Regions from separate parts of the Mus musculus genome. Here region 2 is linked to region 1. Evidence: chromatin contacts called from public Hi-C data. All regions are on one chromosome and are shown on one strand. The core of a region is the stretch at or near the end of the contact, and the rest is flanking DNA. Distances in the headings are between cores, read along the strand shown.

Region 1 (3,365 bases), core at 597-3,096:
GCTTTTCCTGGCTGGGCAGGCAGCCAGGCCACCTCCCCCACCTCTGCCAGACCTGCTGCCTCTGTACCTCCCCCCAACCCCCTGTCATTCCCCTACAGACCAACTCTAATGAGGAGCCTCTCCCACTCTCTGGCCCCTCCCCCACTCTGCCAGCCAAAGTCTCGAGGCTCAGCACCAGAGCCTGGGAACCACAAGAAACCTCACCAACTGCCAGCCGGCAGCCTAACTATCTCCACGGTGCGGAGAACCTGAAACTCAGAAGGGAAGGGATTTGCTGAGAACACACAGCAAGTTGAAAGGAAGAGCCAGGCAGACCTCCGGCGACGCTGACGCAAGAAAGACAAGTCCTCTCTCCCAGGTTGCTGATGAAAAGGATACAAGGTTTTCCCATTCAAAACGCACAGACATCACTCAGTCCGATGTCCTTTAGAATACAAATAGGAAGAGACCCCAGGGAAGAAGGGGCTCAATGTGGCCTCAGCCAGGTGCCTCCCCCTGGGACAAGTTTTCTGTCCTCACATATCCTGCCCCCTTCGCCCCCTATCTGAGGGTAAAGTTCAAGAACCGCAGAGACCTAAAGTTTCTTTCTCTCTGCTGTCTGAGAAAAACCTGGAGCTTAGAGACTTCAGCCAACCCGCATGAGGTGCAGAGTACCACCCAGTAATCAAAACTGGGTCTTGGAGTTTAGTATCCAACTGGGAGATCTTAGCTCCTCTCTGCACTTTAGTGCCCTTTCTGCACCTGGCAGAAGTTGGACTCGGAGATCCCTAGGTGCTCCTAGTACTGGATCTGGTGTGTATGCGATAAGTTCCAGACTCCCACCCCAGGCTGGATACACACGCTGTCCCCCACCTGCGCACTCCAAGACTTTGGAACTCTTGGGTCCCTGCAAATGCCCCTCCCTGCCACCCTACCCTCTCACCTTGCCCTTTGTCAATAAAGCTGGTGATGGTGTTGGCCAGGCCAGCCTCCAACTTCACGCTGCTGTTACCTCCCTTTCTGTCAGCATCGGACAGCGTCCTGTACAGGGAGAGCATGTATTCGTGGGGTGTGATGGGGGGCGGGCGGAACGGCTCCTTGGGCTCTCGAGGGGTCCCAGGCTCCCTGGTCTTCTTCAGCAGGAAGGAGCTGGGGGCAGATCCTGCTTTTGAAGATGCTTTGCCCCCAGGAAGCTGTCCTTTTGGGGTTACAGTCCGGGCTGCAGCCTGTCTAGTCTGGGAAGAGGGTCCTGGCTTGGTTTCAGGGCCACCGGATCTGGGGGGCATCTTTCTGGGTTCATCCTTCTTGGCCTGTGTCTGCCCAGAGCTTCCCTTGGCCCTGGCATTGGTGGCCCCCACACCATAGATATGACCCCCTGGCCTAAAGACATTCCTGGCCAGGGGTGGCCTCTCCTTGGCCTCCGCTTTGGTCAACCCTGGCTTGGCCCCTGGGGTTCTCTGTCCTAAGTCAGGGGCACCCAGCACAGTGCAGATGAGTTCCAGGTCCAGCCAAGCCAGGTGCCACAGCAAAAGAGTGAGGAGTTTGGGGAGTCTCATCCTCTGGCCAGCCGCTGAATGACACCACAGAGAAAGGCCGTAGCAGCGAAGGTGCCTCTGGCTTGGCAGGAAAAACCATGAAAGGAGTGGGTCTTCAGAGGCAGCGGTGGCAGCAGCAGCAGCAGGCAGGGCTTTCTCCTCAGTCTGAGTGTCTTGAAGTCCGCCGGGCGTGTGTCTGTATCCAGTCCCATAGTGGAAGTGCTCCCGTGTCCAGACGTGCACCGTCTCCAGTCAGCAGCTGAAAATAACTCGTTCTTGAAAGGAGAAAGCCGACCGCCCCCTTTCTCCCGCACAACTGACTGAGGGCTTGAAGGAGGCTTGTATAAGGCTGAGGGATTTTTCCAAGAAGGAAGAATGGCGTAATGCTGCCTGTGCGCTCCAGTTTTTTTTCCCTCTAATTTTGAATCCTTTCCAGTGAAAATACTTACACACACACACACACACACACACACACACACACACACACATACACACACACACACACACACACAAACCTGCAGGTGCTCAGAAAAAAATCTTTTACAAACCTGAACTCAGGAATTGGAAACGGAATTCCAACCCAAACCAATTTAATTACTCTCTGATGTCATGCTGTCTAAATTCATTTAAGTGCGATATATTTATGTGAAAAAAATTACCGCTGCCCTTTGGAGGCCATGGCTCACGGGGGCTTTTGGCTCAGAGCCCCATAGCGGGACTCAGGCTTAGGGGGCCTCCCCATCCCAGAGTAGACTCAGGGGTTTTCACCTCCACCTCCTGGAACAGCCCACCCCACCATCCTGAGCAGAGATGTTGAGAAGCTAGTGTAGAGATCTGCACAAACTAAGCATGCAAGCAAGGTTTTCAGTGAAGTCCTTGGAGTGTCTGTAAAGCAATTTCAATCTCTCTGTCTAGTCTAGGACCTGGTGTGTGTGTGTGTGTGTGTGTGTGTGTGTGTGTGTGTGTGTGTGTGTGTGTGTGTGTGTGTGTGTTGAGGGCAGCACAGATGGCAGCATTTACCTACTGTTTCTTTTATTTTAATAAACTTGTGACCCAGAAACAGAAAAAAAAATCAGTGTCCACTATACACCCCCACCAAATGCCATTGGCTAAGCACTGCCATCCTGTAGCCCCCTTGGCTGGAACCAGGTCCAGGGTGTGTGTACCTCAGCCACTACCCAAGCAAAAAACCCGCCAGTTTTCTTAAAAGAAATTAGCTGAGACCAGAGGCGACAGCCCCAGCCTAAGGCAGCAGCGACCCCTGCAGGAGGTTGGGAAAACAAACTCTCTGGGGCTGCTTTTCCAGAAGCTGATGAAGAAATCCAAATTCTGCTTGACTCAAGAGAGCTCCCTCTCCCTCTCTGCCTTTTCTTCTTCGTCTTTAGATAACGCACAGATAGCCCACGATGGCCTCAAGTTCACCATGTATCCGAGGCTGGTCTTGAACTCTGATCCTACACCACCCCTAGCTCAGATCCTCTTCCTTTCCTTTTCTCCTGTAGCAAAAGCTGACCTTGGACTTACAGTGTAGCTGAGGCTGCCCTAGAAGTCCTGATCCTTCTACCTCCACCTGCTTGGCTACAGAGTAGGATTATAGAACTAGTACCGCCTACTCTAGCCTTCTTGGTTAATCCTCTACTCCCTGCGCTGACCTAACAGATCCATTCATATGCTAAAGTCGGTTTCTAGAGACTCTGCTGGAGACAGGCATGTCACTCTGTAGTCCAGTGCACGGCACAAAGCCCTCACCAAGACAACACCAAACAAAGTCCTCACTCTGGAGATCTAGGTAGACTCATGCCTGGTTTTTGGTTTTGTATTTATTTTGTTTATTTATATGTGTGGAAAGAG
Region 2 (3,365 bases), core at 618-3,117, 300 kb before region 1:
TCTCTCAAGGGTTAGGCAAGTCTTCTCCCACTGAGGCCAGACCAGGCAGTCCTCTGCTGTATATGTGTCGGGGGCCTCGGACTAGCTTGTGTATGCTGCCTGGTTGGTGGCTTTGTTAACTTTTAGTCAATACCAAATTATCCCCAGGGTCAAAGGGCTTGCTGGGTAACTCTGTATTCTAAATTCCTGCACAACTACCTGAGTCCTTTAGCCCTCAATACCTACAGGGAGCCCACAGCTGGCAACCCAGGGCCAACCCTGGAACAATGCGCACTAGGAACAACCAGAAAAGGTCTGTTCCTGACCAAACTCTTTAAGGCTCAGAACGAAGAATCAATTCGAGGGGCTGGACTGGGGAGGACAGCTACTCGACGCCCTGCTTCCTCCAGTATACCTCCAGAAGGCCTCGCTTCAGCAGGAACATCTGGTCTGCATAGGAGGTGGTCCCTCGGAGGAAACTTTCCACAGCCCGGGCTTGCCAAAACCTGCAACCCAAGTGTTGATCCTGGACCAGGAGGCTTTGGCTGCCCTCCCCTGGTGCAGGCTAAATGCCCCCAGAGGCAGAGTGGTTTGCAGCCCAGTGTCTAATATTTACTTAACATTTCCCAGTCTGTGCCCCAGTCCTAGGTCTTGAGGACAGATCAATAAGCAAGAGGATCGCCATTCTCATGTATGGTGCTCACAGCTCGGCAGGGGCCAGTCTTTCATTGTGGGCTGGACCAAAACGTGTTTCTATGGTATATGGGCATACACAGTGGCATCTGGGCTCAAAGAGTGGCCTCTAGTAAGTTCCATGTAAAACCACTCTAGGCTTTCCACTCTCAGAATACTGGAAAGACATAGACCAGGGATGTGTGGCCAGCAGAAGGGTTTGTGTGGCGACATCACTGACTTCATATGCATTGAGCTGGTCTAGATAGGAGCCAACAGATACTGAGTGGCCCAAAGACTCAGCTGGGATACCTGAGGGAGGGTCTGAATAGGTGAACCCTGTAGGGACAGAGCCCTGTACCCAGGCCTGGTGGAATCCTCTTGTCTACAACCTTTCCAAGCCCCCCCCCCCCCCCCGGGCGGTCCCTGGCTCTATTTTCTCCCATACTGCACTGAAGCAGGTTTCTTTCCTTTCATGCTTCCTTCCCATGATCCCTGGAAGTCACACAGGCATAGCCTGGATCCATTTGTGCTCTACCTCTCTAGTGACAGCCTGATGATCACCTACCTCCTAAAATACCCTGCTGGCATGTGACAAGGACACACGCACTTACCAGCTGAATCCCATAGTGCCAGCGGCTGGTGAGGCCGCCTCCCCAACCTTAAGGAGTAGGTACTGGAGACTAACCCATTGGGAACCCCCTGGCTCCTAGACCCCTCCCAAGCACAGCTCTCCTTACTCACCTGAATGAAGACTCCGCTGGCTCCTTCTTCATGACCTGCAGCAGCCGAGTTAGTAGGCCCCTCTTGCCGTCACACACCAGACTCCTGAAATCAAAGGGACAGACAGCACTGGTGACAGAACTGAATGGCTAAGAGGGGCCACTGAGCTCGTCCTGTGTCGCTGTGGATGGAGGAAAGAACAGGCAATGTCTGAGTCTGCAAGGATGCTTTCTTGCTCCACCGTGTGCCAGGACCTCAGAGACTGCAGCCGTCAGCTCAATGGCCAGGTGCATTTCTCCTGCGCCTTAGGCCGCTTTTCCCTCCTCAGACCCACTGGCCAGAGGCAGAGGCACACCCATGGCCAGATGGGGCTCCAAACTGCCAGAAGGCGGCCATTTACATCACAAATGGGTTTAATTCAGGCCACAGCAGAGTATGCCAGATGGAATAAAAAGTCTGTGCCAATTGGGCAGTGCCCAGAGTTCTTTATCCTGCCCAGGGTCAGTTCCAGCTCAGCTGTGGGCTTCCAGGCCTCAGCTTCCCGTCTATGAGGCAAAGGCAGCAGTAGGTAAGAAAATGATTAGGCCTGTCACAGTGGCAGGTGTCTGGGCCCTTAAACTCTCTCTTCACACGGCAGCTCCATTTCCAGCCCCTGCAGACGCCGGGGCACCGATGGATCCATCTTCTCAGGAAGAAGTTGGGGATTTCTGACTGTAGCTGCTAGATTAGGGCCACACTTCACAAGCCCCCATGAGCCAGACATGGCACTGTGTTGATCCCAAAGAGGAGGTAGACATAGGGCAGAGGGTGAAGGGTTAGCTTCTTCTTGTCCTGCTTGGCACAGCTGCCACTGGGCAAGAAATGAGGATACCAGTAAAGGGGCCATGATTTGCATGGGATAAGGTGGAAGGACAGAGTATAGCTGACCTTTGCTGTCATATACATGTAAAGAGGAAGATGACGATGGCACTTCCTTCTGAGGCTGCTGTGATCCTCAGTTAGGAAATGCAGGAGATGTGAGGATCTAGCTCACAAAGCCAGTGGGGTGGTAGCTACGTGTGAGGAAGCACAAGTACGCAGCCCCGCGTGTGCCCTGCTGGGAGCCCTGTATCCACAGCGGTCCCCACAAAGATCACCTGTCAGTGTTGAGGACAGCCTCCACCTCAGGGATGTTGGCTTTCAGCGAGATGGCACTGAGCTCATTTAGCTCCTGGTTGTTGAGCAGCAAGTACTTGTTCCTGAAACAGACGGGTGCAAAGGGTAAAGGGCGGGGCTGGAGCTGCTGAGCAGCTCTGCAGCGGGCACAAAGTCTGCTCTGCCCACTCCTGTCGGGAGGAGCACTGAGAGTCCCCCAGCACTTCTACACGTGCTTGTCATTCCTAACAAGCCCGTCCTCGGCACCTCCAGGTCTCCATGTTGCACACTGAACACTTCTCTATGACTTCTCAGAGTCACCTGCACTTCAGCACATCTGATCCTGTCTGCCATCTTAGTCCTGAGCCTAGCCCTGCTGCAGCATTCTCAGTGGCCAGAGTCACAACGCAGAGGCCTGACCAACTGTGACACAATCGCTCCTCTTCCTTCCGTCCAGGCTTGTCATTACGGTCTGTGCAGCACAGAAGCACTTGCTCAGCTGCTTCTCACAGGAAGGGAACCCTCCCTCAGCTCCTTGAGTGATTTCTAAAACAGGACTGGGACCATGTCATTATTGAAAATGCTTACCCAATTCTCACACCCTGTTGTGTGAACCCCTAGGGAGTGATCATGTCTTTGAGGCCCTGTGCAGCCAGGCCACCTCTGTGGCTACAACAAACTGAGCAGCTCACACCTGCCACACCATCTGGCCACTCTGGTTTTCATGACCACGCCATATCCTCCTACAGGGCTTCTCTATGTGGGAGCCTTCTGGCTCAACTCTCTCACGCTGCCTCTTCATCCCGGTCAGGCCTCTGCTCACAGATTGCTTCTGCAATAGTCACTGAGCACCGCCA

The links. A called contact is a pair of places that touch in the nucleus more often than the background predicts.
Region 2: a contact with region 1 is called in a Hi-C map of cerebral cortex, with 4 times the contacts expected there. The contact joins the enhancer-like site here to the promoter of Gdf5 in region 1. A contact is called at or near these places in 3 of 39 promoter capture datasets (the 3T3-L1 cell line, embryonic stem cells and hippocampal neurons), 10 of 484 Hi-C or Micro-C datasets (the CH12 cell line, the G1E-ER4 cell line, cerebellar granule neurons and 5 more), 4 of 115 datasets of contacts at active chromatin or transcription factors (the NIH/3T3 cell line, embryonic stem cells and stem cell-derived neural progenitor cells) and 1 of 9 other capture datasets (embryonic stem cells).

The regions. Positions count from the first base shown.
Region 1 is chr2:155,943,521-155,946,885 of GRCm38.p6, forward strand. Gdf5 (growth differentiation factor 5) reads right to left here and starts at 1,847. Exons shown (of 2, transcript NM_008109.3): 1 at 923-1,847. The coding sequence starts at 1,535.
Region 2 is chr2:155,639,079-155,642,443 of GRCm38.p6, forward strand. It overlaps Trpc4ap (transient receptor potential cation channel, subfamily C, member 4 associated protein), which reads right to left. Exons shown (of 19, transcript NM_001163452.1): 12 at 2,511-2,612; 13 at 1,396-1,479; 14 at 395-485. Among named protein-coding and RNA genes, the nearest start is that of Gm22334, 12 kb to the right of the region's middle. Within about 2 kb of position 1,868, at least 54 of the 459 cell types and tissues checked have an H3K27ac peak or open chromatin away from gene starts, as enhancers often do. A contact at or near this core is called in cerebellar granule neurons and cerebral cortex, where this site is marked.